Regions from separate parts of the Mus musculus genome. Here regions 2, 3 and 4 are each linked to region 1. The links are chromatin contacts, called in public Hi-C maps. All regions are on one chromosome and are shown on one strand. The core of a region is the stretch at or near the end of the contact, and the rest is flanking DNA. Distances in the headings are between cores, read along the strand shown.

What was found. Hi-C and Micro-C count contacts between places; a contact is called where the count stands out from the background.
Region 2: a Hi-C map of cortical neurons shows a contact between it and region 1, with 1.9 times the contacts expected there. The contact joins two enhancer-like sites. A contact is called at or near these places in 3 of 484 Hi-C or Micro-C datasets (cortical neurons and rod photoreceptor), 7 of 115 datasets of contacts at active chromatin or transcription factors (VIP interneurons, astrocytes, cardiomyocytes and 3 more) and 1 of 9 other capture datasets (embryonic stem cells).
Region 3: a Hi-C map of the N1E-115 cell line shows a contact between it and region 1, with 4 times the contacts expected there. The contact joins two enhancer-like sites. A contact is called at or near these places in 2 of 484 Hi-C or Micro-C datasets (the N1E-115 cell line and epidermal suprabasal cells), 3 of 115 datasets of contacts at active chromatin or transcription factors (embryonic basal ganglia, embryonic stem cells and heart atrium) and 1 of 9 other capture datasets (embryonic stem cells).
Region 4: a contact with region 1 is called in a Hi-C map of the N1E-115 cell line, with 4 times the contacts expected there. The contact joins two enhancer-like sites. A contact is called at or near these places in 2 of 484 Hi-C or Micro-C datasets (the N1E-115 cell line and uterus) and 2 of 115 datasets of contacts at active chromatin or transcription factors (CD8 T cells and cardiomyocytes).

The regions. Positions count from the first base shown.
Region 1 is chr13:44,231,225-44,233,924 of GRCm38.p6, forward strand. No RefSeq gene overlaps it. Among named protein-coding and RNA genes, the nearest start is that of A330076C08Rik, 16 kb to the left of the region's middle. Within about 2 kb of position 1,422, at least 71 of the 459 cell types and tissues checked have an H3K27ac peak or open chromatin away from gene starts, as enhancers often do. A contact at or near this core is called in the N1E-115 cell line and cortical neurons, where this site is marked.
Region 2 is chr13:43,938,674-43,941,373 of GRCm38.p6, forward strand. No RefSeq gene overlaps it. Among named protein-coding and RNA genes, the nearest start is that of Gm2233, 8.9 kb to the right of the region's middle. Within about 2 kb of position 1,433, at least 14 of the 459 cell types and tissues checked have an H3K27ac peak or open chromatin away from gene starts, as enhancers often do. A contact at or near this core is called in cortical neurons, where this site is marked.
Region 3 is chr13:44,621,397-44,624,214 of GRCm38.p6, forward strand. The region is part of intron 1 of Gm40931 (a long non-coding RNA gene); the gene reads right to left. Among named protein-coding and RNA genes, the nearest start is that of Gm40931, 14 kb to the right of the region's middle. Within about 2 kb of position 1,520, at least 32 of the 459 cell types and tissues checked have an H3K27ac peak or open chromatin away from gene starts, as enhancers often do. A contact at or near this core is called in the N1E-115 cell line, where this site is marked.
Region 4 is chr13:44,500,497-44,503,196 of GRCm38.p6, forward strand. No RefSeq gene overlaps it. Among named protein-coding and RNA genes, the nearest start is that of Gm40930, 2.8 kb to the right of the region's middle. Within about 2 kb of position 1,260, at least 27 of the 459 cell types and tissues checked have an H3K27ac peak or open chromatin away from gene starts, as enhancers often do. A contact at or near this core is called in the N1E-115 cell line, where this site is marked.

The DNA.
Region 1 (2,700 bases), core at 172-2,671:
GCCCTGTCATCCTGAGGGGTCAAGCTGTCAGCACACAAAACTTTGGGAAGTGTCCTCAAATTATGTCCTATGAGGGCAAGTCAGGGCGGAGTCTTAGGTTGTGTGCCCCAGTTCCCCTTTCTTACCCCACACTGTCTTAACTCTGATTCTCCTGAAGTAACTCCCACATCCCACTGGTCTCCATCTGTCTAAATTATTGCAGACTTAATGCCCTGGTCAGCCAAGCCTCAAATGATCAGCTTACGCTCTGCCTCGCAGTGAGAGTCTCCCTCAGCCCAGAGTGCATGCCCCCAGATGACCCAGTCCCTTTCTGTGCCCAGACTGGCTTTCTGGACCCCTAGTGAATGCCTGTGGAAGCCAGGGCTTCCACAAAGCTGGCCAGCCAGCTGCCTGCATCTCCCCTGGAGCCCTGCCCTCTTATCCCTGGCTCCCTCTTACCACCAGCCTGTCTTAATCCTGCCTTGTCTAGATCTGTGAATTCGCTCAGGTTTAATCCTCTTTCTCAGTGGTCAGGGGTGTATTCCCTTAATCATCTTGGTACCATCTAGCCTGACATCTCCCCAGAATAGGAGAATCGGGAAAGTCAACTTCCTAAAAATGCCAGGAAACAAACAAACAAGCTAACAATAATAACAAACAACAACAACACCCAGGGCTGAAGAGATGGCTCAGCTGTCAAGCACTTTCTGCTCTTGCAGAGGACACACATTTGGTGACCAGCACCTACATAGCAGCTCGCAGGAGACTGTAACTCTAGTTCCAGCAGATCTGTCCTTAGAGTGTCTGAGGTCCTTTTCATGAGCTTATGATAGAACCCAGAACAGGGGCACATCACAGCCCAGGGAGAAGCGTAAGCAACGTGCTGACAAGCTAACCACCAAAGTGCAAAGCCACAAATTAAAAACTCCTTAAAGAGCCAAATCCTTGCTTAAAAGTTACAGGGGGGCTACGGGGATGGGGAGGGAGGACTCCGGGTCCCTTTGTGCATTTCCGTATTAACACAGTCACACTTGGCCATGCAGATGTCAGTTCCAATAAACAGCAGGGCTTTCCAGGGCCTGGCCTCTAATTGAAGGGATTGTTACTGTTGGTGAATGTCTGGGGAATTAATTAGTGGCGAGCAAACCGGTTCATAAATGCCTGCTTTGTAAGGGGTCCTCACATCCTGGGGACCTCGATTCCTGTGGCCAGCTCTGCCCTAGGAACTCATGCCAGCAAACGGTATTTATTATCCTTCTCGGCCTCACCTGGAGATAGGTCTTCCCTGCCTTAGACACCACCAGGTTTGTGTCTTCCCCCCCCCCGGGGGGGGGGCAGCAAGCATTATGGGAAAAACTCCCTCGGATCTTCTGGCTCCTACTCCCACAGCCTGACTGAGTTTATGAAAACAGGCCTCATTTGCAAGTCAGAGATGGAAACAAGAGCGAGAGCTTCACACAGCCCACGCCCATTCCCAGTTGGTAGGCAGGTTCAAACACGTGCTCACGCGTGCACTGCAGCTACAGCACGTGCATACACACAGCTGCCCAGATCGCTGTTTAAGCAGGGTGCAACCGATCCCAAACTCCACGCCTGAGCTGGATGTGGCAAGCCAACTCTTCAGGTAAGTATTATCCTAAGACTTAAGATGACTCGGAGGACAAGTCTCCCCAGCCCCCTCCCTCAAAAAAGCACACCGCTCAGAATGAACACAGCTGCTAGTTTTGCAAGCTCCCCCCTACCCTGGGTAAACTGCCATGGACATCATCTTGAAGTCTTTCTTTAAGTTGGGGAGTGGGAAAGATGCTTTATGCTGTTAAATATGGGGGAAACTGAAGAAGAGTTTTCAGAATTACAGTTTTTTGGTTTTTTTTCTCTTTGCATGGTTTATGCTAAGCTGTATACATGTTCATGCTCTATACTATATGTTTTTCTAGCTCCCTCCCCCACTCCAATGAGTGACGGTAAAATTTTTTGCATAAAAAAAATCCCTTTAGAAGCAGTGGTTCTCAACCTCCCTAATGCTGTGACCCTTTAATGCAGTTCCTCATGCTGAGGTGACCCCCCCCACACCATAAAATTATTTTAGTTGCTACTTCAGAAGTGTAATTTTGCTACTGTTATGAATTGTAATGTAAATATTTTTGAAGCTAGAGGCTTGCAAAGGGATTCATGCCCCACAGGTTGAGAACTGCTGTTATAGACTCTGGTTGTGGCCTGGGCAGTTTTGTCTGACCTTTGCAATAGTGTTCGGTCTTGAAAATGACCCTGAGTCACAAAGGAGTCTGCGACAGTCTCTGCACTGAGACCTTGTATCTGGTTTCTGGTTGGTCTTAGGAGAGGAAAAATAAAGGAGGGATTTCTTCCTGAAAGCAGCATCCCCTCCTCTTCTGTGGCCTTAACCCTTCTTCCACACAGGGCTGCTCCTCTGGCTCCTGTCACACTCCCTGCTCTGTTTTGGGCCTGGTATCAGCTATCTGCACTATAGAATAAATGAACTCGATTCACATCTAACTCCGATGTTAGAAGCTAGTATTTCATTTTCATTCAGCTACGTTTGGTCTTATAATCAAAGTATAGGCAACTCTGAAGTCAGAAATCTGGGCTCCTGGCTTCCTGCATCTGGGGGAAAGGCAAGCCCTGGGAGCAGCCACACAGCTCGGTGATAAATATCTCCACTTTAGCTATAGCATACCACCATTTATTACCCCTGTCCCTTCA
Region 2 (2,700 bases), core at 183-2,682, 290 kb before region 1:
CAGCCAGTCACAACTCACCTGCTAGTGACTTTGAAAGGACTCCTTACCATAAGTGTGGGGAGCCATTTCCTCGTGGGGAGCAACTTCCCAGCAGCCCTGCCTCACCCAGGCATCCTCACCAGCTAACTTGCGAGGGAAAGACTCACATTCCTCTTGTTGTTTTGTGTACCTCATGAATTGACACACATCAAATGGACACCTTGGATTCAGCGGCGTACACTTAAACGTTTAAGGAGTGTTTAAGGGTTCCGTTTTCAGCAGACAGCACGCACATCAGTTTTTGAGGAAGCTCCAAGATGCAGCCAGGGCTTTATTTATCAGCACATTTGCATGTGGTGATTGATTCTTGAGCCAGCCAAACACATCTAAAAGAAAACTCATTTAGTGCAAAATAGCTTTAAAAGTGACTGCTTTCAAATGGACCGCCCTGTTTAAATGATCCTCAGGATATAATTAGAAGAAATTGGAGTTTCCTGAATGAGAGAGAGAGAGAGAGAGAGAGAGAGAGAGAGAGAGAGAGCTCACAGACTTGTGTAATGGTCTGTGTACCATTTGCCTTTGGAACATCTTGCTGCCCCATGAACAAACTAAAATTCTGTCATCTTTGGCCACCTATTAGTAACCAAGGTAATGTAATTTGGGAATTATTCATATAAATGATCACTGTCCAAATAGGACCTAGTAGCTAACATTAGATGATTGTCAAACAGCTTATCCTCAACAGAGTGAAGAACTTCAGGTCAGACAGAGCTATCTCAGCCAGAGGAAACCTGATACAACCACGCTTGGTGTCAGCTATTAGAGATTAAAGCCTGCTAAACTTTCAGGACATGCTCGCACACTCCTGGGTAGCGCCAACTTTTCAAGATTTGAGCCAGTTCAGCAAGTAGCGTCAGCAGACCAGCATCTCCTAGGCAATGAAAGTAGTTACCATGGAAACCCCAGAGCTGCACCCATCAACAGCTTTACAATTTTGACAGTTCAGAAAGTGACTATTTTGGAATTTCAATTAGAGTAGAAATACACACATCTAGATGAACAAAGTGTTTTAAAAGTCTATAGGAAATTAGTTACATACATGTTTTTCTCTTTAATCAGAAGACAGCTCCTTAAATATATTCTGTATGTGGAAATGGGCTTCAGGAGCAATGTGGAAAGCACCCAGTAAAGAGAAAAAAAAATGCTAAAGTAAATGTATCCTTGTTCTTTCTCTGGAAAAGAAATAGGCACACAGAATAACTAAGTCGTGAAAATGACCAACAAATTTTTAACAGAGTAGCCACAAAATGCCCTGCTTACTAAGTCAGAGCAGTGCATATTACTAAGGTTTTGTTCTTTTTTAGGATTTTGTATTTGCTTGTTCTGCATGGTGATGCTGCTCTGGATGAATCACACTTCTTGTGACTCTGCTTCAGAGTCCAAGCTATTCTGTCCGTTCCATGGTAACGGAGAAGAGGATGCCTGAAGAGCTTCGGACTGTAGGTTCCAAATCTGCGTCAGAACCTAGGCACCCTGTGCCCGGGTCACCCTAGTCAGCAGACAGCTTAAGAGAAAACAGTGACACCAACCAATCCTTCAACAGAAACTCAAGCCCTGTTAAGAGAGCACAGGAGGGTTGGGGCGATGGCTCACCGGGTATGAATATTTGATGCTCAAGCACGAGGACCCAAGTTCAAATCTCTAGTGGCCACCCACATCAAAAGATATGCATGGGTATGCACAAGCATATATACCCCAGTGATCTGTCACAATGAGACAGGAGGATTGCTGAACCTTGTTGTCCACCAGGCTAGCTCCAAGTTCAGTGAGAGATCCTGACTCAAAGAAATAAAGCAGGGATTTAGACAGCAGATGACTTCCTTTGGCCTTGCTTGCACACCGTTTGCACACGTTTACACATACATCACTGTACTTGCAGGCTAGTTTTATGTCAACTTAACACAGCTAAAGTCATCTGAGAGGAGGGGAACTTAATTAAGAAAATGTCTTCATGAGATCAGGCTACAGGCAAGCCCATAGGGCATTTTCTTAATTAGGGATTGATGTGGGAGGGCCCAGCCCATGGTGGGTGATTTCATCCCCGGGCTGGTGGTTCAGGGTTTTGTAAGAAAGCGGGATGAGCAAGCCATGAAGAGCAAGCCAGTAAGCAGCATCCCTCCATGGCCTCTGCGTCAGCTCCTGCCTCCTGGTTCCTGCCCTGTTTGAGTTCCTGTTCTGACTTCCTTCGATGATGAAAGGTGATACAAAAATGTAAGTCCTTTGCTTCCCAATTTGCTTTTGCCAAGGTAAACAAACTTTCTGGCCTAAAAGGGCCATGAAAGCAAAGAGGCATTTCACTGGAGACCAGAACAAAGAATCGAAATTAAACCTTGCCAACTAAACCCAAAGCAGAGGATCCTAATACCCCTCCCGACCACACACAAACATGCGCACAAAGTCCTGCCCTAAAGATATCTTGAAGAGACAGTTGAAAGCCATCTGATTTGGTATTCTAACTCTTCCCAGGGCTTAGCCTGGGACTGTCATATAGAAATTACTGGGTACAGACTTAATGGAGCTATTGCTAAACAAGTGAACAAATCTCCTGCTCACAGGTAGATACATAACTGGATGCAAACATGAGGAGTAACAGAGTATTGAAGAACACATGAGCCAGGCTTCTGATGCCAGGGACCGACCCAGACTGCTAGAACTTTTTCC
Region 3 (2,818 bases), core at 270-2,769, 390 kb after region 1:
ACCATTTCCTGGGCTTGGGTCCTAGAATACAAGAGAGGTGTCCTAATTAGGATTTGTCTTGCTACAATGAATCACCATGACCAAATAGCAAGTTGGGGAGGAAAGGATTTAAGGAGCTGACACTTCCAGATCATATTTCATCTGAAGGAAGCCAGAACAGGGACTCAAACAGGGCAGGAACCTGGAGGCAGGAGCTGATGCAGAGGCCATGGAGGGATGCTGCTTACTGGCTTGTTCCCCAGGGCTTTGTTCAAGCTGCTTTCTTATAGAACCCAGGACCACCAGCCCAAGGGTGGCTCCACCCACAATGGGCCCTCCCACCTCAGTCACTAATTAAGAAAAGGCCCTACAGCCTGATCTTATGGAGGCATTTTCCCAGTTGAGTTTCCCTCCTTTCAGATGATCCTAGCTTGTGTCAGGTTGACATAAAACTATCTAGGACAAGGGGAGAGAGTGAACTGAGTCACAGCGAGTATGAATGTATCCTCTGTTCTCTGGCCTTGGGATTCTTTTTGTTTGTTTGTTTTTTGTTTGGGGGGGTGTTTGTTTTTGGAGTTTTGTTTGTTTGTTTTTCGGGACAGGGTTTCTCTGTGTAACCCTGGCTGTCCTGGAACTCACTTTGTAGACCAGGCTGGCCTCGAACTCAGAAATCTGCCTGCCTCTGCTTCTGCCTCACAAGTGCTGGGATTAAAGGTGTGCACCACCACGCCCGGCTTAGCCTTGGGATTCTTGCTGTCAGACATCGCTGCTGCTCACTGACTCTGATCTCTTTTCTTCCAGGCTACAGGAGTTTGAGATTTTCAGCCCCTGAATGTATGTGGCAAGGCCATTAGACTCACTTTCGCCAGCTCGTGACCATGGATATGAGGTAACCAGCTACCTCAAGTCCCTGTCACTTTGACTTCCTGAGGGAATGGTGGGTGTAACCTGGATGTGAAGCCAGATGAATACTTTCTCTCTCTAAGTTGCTATTGTCCGAGATGTCTTATCACAGCAACAGAAAGTAGGACACGGGGTTAGACCTTCAACATAGACTGGGGTGTGAGGTACACATCCAATCCAAAGACCTCATCTACCTATTAGGTGACACACACCTGCCAGACCACCCACCTCCCTGTGCAGTGAACAGGAAAACAGTTCAAGTCCTACAGATTAACTCCTCCAATGTGCAAGGATTCCAGGCCACTGACGTCAGATGACCCCAGATCAGTCCTTTAATAACCACCCCTGTGCCACTAGCATTTGTGTGCCACACTCCCCACACAACCTTTGCAACAGGGGAGGGGACAAATCAAGAAGGTCACCGTTCCCCTCCTCCCTCAGAAAACTGGGCCGGCTAGTCAGCAGAGAGAATTCTCAGGGGGAACGTTGCCCAGCTCCAGAAGTGGCCTTGGAAGCTGGCATGGTCCCCTGATTGGAAATAACCCCAAGGGAAGGACAGCCTGGCTGGGACCCAGGCTGACAGATTCCCTCTGGGGCTCCCACAGACCGGTTTAGCAGGAACTGCCCTCTGCACCCCTTACACTGTTCATGTTAGCACAGCCGGTCGAGGAGACAGCTTGTATTTCACCTTCAACAACAGTCCTTGTCCCCAGTCTCAGCACCCATGCCACACTGCAGGACTGCAAGCCCCTTCTGTTCTCTAGCCATCCCCCTCTACACACACTGCCTTTCCTACCCCCTACCCCAGGGGTTTAAGGAGGCACCATGCGCTGTTTGGGAACACTGTGCCCCATCTCTATTAATAATGCATGCAGAGAGCCCATCTCCGAGGAGCTCCAAGTGCTTTCCAGGCATTATCTAATTAGCCCTCACCACATCCCGGTGAGGTTCAACAGATGCTGAGCTCCAGCGAAGCCATCAGGGAAAAAAAAAAAAAAGAAACATTGGCTCAAACAGAGCAGCTAAGGTACACGGGCCTCCTCCTGGCTCTCCACCAAAGCAGGAGGCACACAAACGGGCCTTACTCAAGGAGTGAGTGATACCCAAATACATGAAAAAGCAACTGTTTCCACGCCCAACAACACGACTGACACAGCAAAAGCAGGCCATGACACAGGTCGGCCACAAACTCCAACACTTCCGAGACCATCCAGTGAGTGTGGGAGGTGTCTGTGATGGACTCACACATGTTCCAGCTTCCAGTCAGGACATCTGACCTAGAGTGCGGGAGGCCAGTAAGATGGCTCAGCTCTTACAGACACTTGCCACCAAGTCTGAGGATCTAAATTCAATCCCTAGGCCTGACACAGTGAACAAAAGCAACTGACTTCCTCAAGTCATCCTGTGACTCCACGCAAGCACTGTGACACACATACACACACACATACACACACACACACACACACACACACACACACACGAGAGCAATAAACAAACAAAATAGATGAAGAATGGAAAACTTAGCATTAAAAAATAAATTGAGTGATTGAACTTTACTGGATGCTCCTCTAGGCAAGCATGAGTTCATTTTTTCATTGTTTTCCAGGCAGGGGGAAGTAGGTTGTCGCACTATGAAGTGCCACACTATGCATCCCAATCCTGCCCCTGCCTCCAGAGCGCTGGGACGGTTGCAGATGCTCAACCTACAGCTGCAATCTCCTTCCGAGAATCATCTGCCTTCTCAAGAAAGAGACCTATGGATGGGGCTGGAGATGAGGCTCAGTGGTAGAACACTTGCCTAGATATGCAAGTTCCATCCAGACCTACAAAGTAATAATGAATAGCAATAGGAAGAGGAGGGAGAAGGAGGGGGAGGAGGAGGAGAAGAGGGAGGAGGAGGAGGAACTGAGCATGATAGCCCAGGCCTGCAATTCCA
Region 4 (2,700 bases), core at 10-2,509, 270 kb after region 1:
AAATAAAGGGAGTTACCGATTATAAACCATTGAAGGAAAGGTAACCCCTAACTCTCTACTGACAGAAATAAACAAATGAGACAAGAAGGTTCATGCTGACAAGAAGATGACCATACATGTGAATAATAAAGTCAGAAAACAAGCACATGATTTTCACTGTGGTAATAACTCGAGAGCCACCTAAAGACGCAAAAACAGACGGATAGAAGTTTGTAGGAAACTGCAGAGCTTGCCGTATGACTTTACACGATAACCACTCATTATACAAACATGTTCATTTTGGTGGCCGAGGATGGAGCCCAGGGCCACACGAATTCTGAGCAAGCAAAGCACCGTTGAAAACCCCAAGCCAGGCGTGGTGGTGGTGCATGCCTTTAATCCCAGCACTCGGGAGGCAGAGGCAGGCGGATTTTAGAGTTTGAGGCCAGCCTGGTCTACAAAGTGAGTTCCAGGACAGCCAGGGCTATACAGAGAAACCTGCCTCAAAAAAAAAAAAAAAAAAAAAAAAAAAAAAAAAAAAAAAAAAAAAAAAAAAAAAAAAAGAAAGAAAGAAAGAAAGAAAAGAAAAAGAAAAAAGAAAACCCCAGCTTCACAAACGAGAAATTTGGCAGACAGATACAAGAGCATCATTAAAATTAAGAACCAATAACGAGAGAAACTGATATCGTAAGTGTCCAGTATAGAAATCAGAGAAACAGGTTTGCTGTAAAATGCGTGCTTGTCATGCATAAGGCATTAAGTGCAGGGCTAGAGAGATGACTCAGTGGTTAAGAGCACTGACTGCTCTTCCAGAGGTCCTGAGTTCAAATCCCAGCAACCACGTGGTGGCTCACAACCATCTGTAATGGGATCTGATGCCCTCTTCTTGTGTGGCAGGTACAGTGTACTTAAATAATTAAATCTTTTTTAAAAAAGAAAAAAGAGGCACTAGGTGCAATTCCTAGCACCACAATGAATTATTACATTCATGTATGTGTGTATATATACATGAATATTACATTCATGTATGTGTGTATATATACACATACATGGTTCTGGCAAAAAGAACCAGAAAGCACATGCAGTGTGTGACAGATGGTAAGACGTGCCAAATAAGTCTATCCACAATAACATCCATGCCTCACCTGCAAAATTAAAATCAGGCTCTGCTTCCTTCCCACGCTAACATTTTAATTTCATTTTATTTATCTTTAGGCTTGGGAGGCATGCCAAGGTGCATATGTGAAGGTCAAAGGGCACAGTTCTCTCCTTCCACTGTGTGTGTAGAGCCTTCTACCCACTGGGCCATCTCACACTCCTGAGCTCTATCGTTCTTAACACCTGCGCTCGCCTTGAGACAGCCTGTGAGTGTTGGATGAGCCTGCTCCAGCAGGAGAAGTTGCCCCTATACATCTAAATGGCAAGCCAAGGCACACTCCCCTCCCCAGCTGGAGTCTGGCCTTGCCTTGATACCAAGCAGCTGTTGCCTGGCACAACAATGCTGGAGGCTCCAGTCAGGAAGTGGGAGCTGCCACATCCTCTGTTCAGCCTATTATCAGAGCTTAGCAGTTGGGCTCTCCTGTCAGAGTTTGGGTGGTACTGTGGCCTCTGTATTGTCTGCCTCTGGGTATCAATTGAGGAGGTCTGTTGACTCTTGGCCAGAAACCCTTAAGACAGTCACTTTGAATACCCCTGGAGGGTGGTAATGGTAACCTTGTATTAGTGCCTGCCATGCCCTTAGGGGGCCTGGCTGCACATCGGGATGAAGTCAGCAAGATGATGTCAGAGTGCTAAAAATACTCCGAAGGGGAGGTTTCTGGGATTAGTTGGAAGTGAGCTAGATGCTCATGTCACTCAATCTCTCTCTCTCTCTCTCTCTCTCTCTCTCTCTCTCTCTCTCTCTCTCTCTCTCTCTCTCTCTCTCTTTCTCACACACACACACACACACACAGAGCCAAAGACCCAGCAGTTCAAGGGTGGCCGTGAAATGTGACAGCTGTTGTGTGGCAGAAAAAATTAGGTGTGGGAGGGAATATAGAAAGATCTGATCGTTGGGTAGGTGACATTTTAGGACCGACCGTCCCTACTCAGAGACAGGATGCTAAGGAATTTTGTCCCCAACCCATAATTTGCAGAGGGAGCCCTCCACCCTAATGAAACAGGGATTAGCAGTCAACAAAGATTAAAGAAGAGAACTCCCTGGACCCCACCAGCTAGGGGAAGAGGAGCAGGTGGCAAGGCAGGAGGAAAGGTTTAGTAGCTTCAGAGTCCCTTGATCCTAATCTTTCCACGTGTGGGTTTGTAATCAGAGGCCCCCAAACAGTAATCAGCTCCCGGCTTCTCTTCCCACACAGACTCGGTACACAGGAAGAAACAGGAAGTAGGAAGAAGCGTTTACCTTTGGGGTTTTTATGTTTGTTTGTTTGTTTGTTTTTCTTTTCATCCTCTGCTCTACCTAAGTCTATTTGTGTTCCTAGCCCATTGTCTAATGGGCGCTTGGCCAATCTTTCTCCTCTAGCCCCCTCTCCTCCCCACCGGGATCACAAGGACAGAAGGATGCTAGCCTACAATGTATTCTCTACATCACACAGAAGGAGTAAAGTCCGTTTGGCAAGCCACCAAGCTTGGCTCTCTGGGAGCTTCTGGAGAAAGAGATACAAATGTGCCTTTTCCAGGGCAGTGTTTGTAGACTTTGTATCCAATTCTCTTCTCAGACAGCTC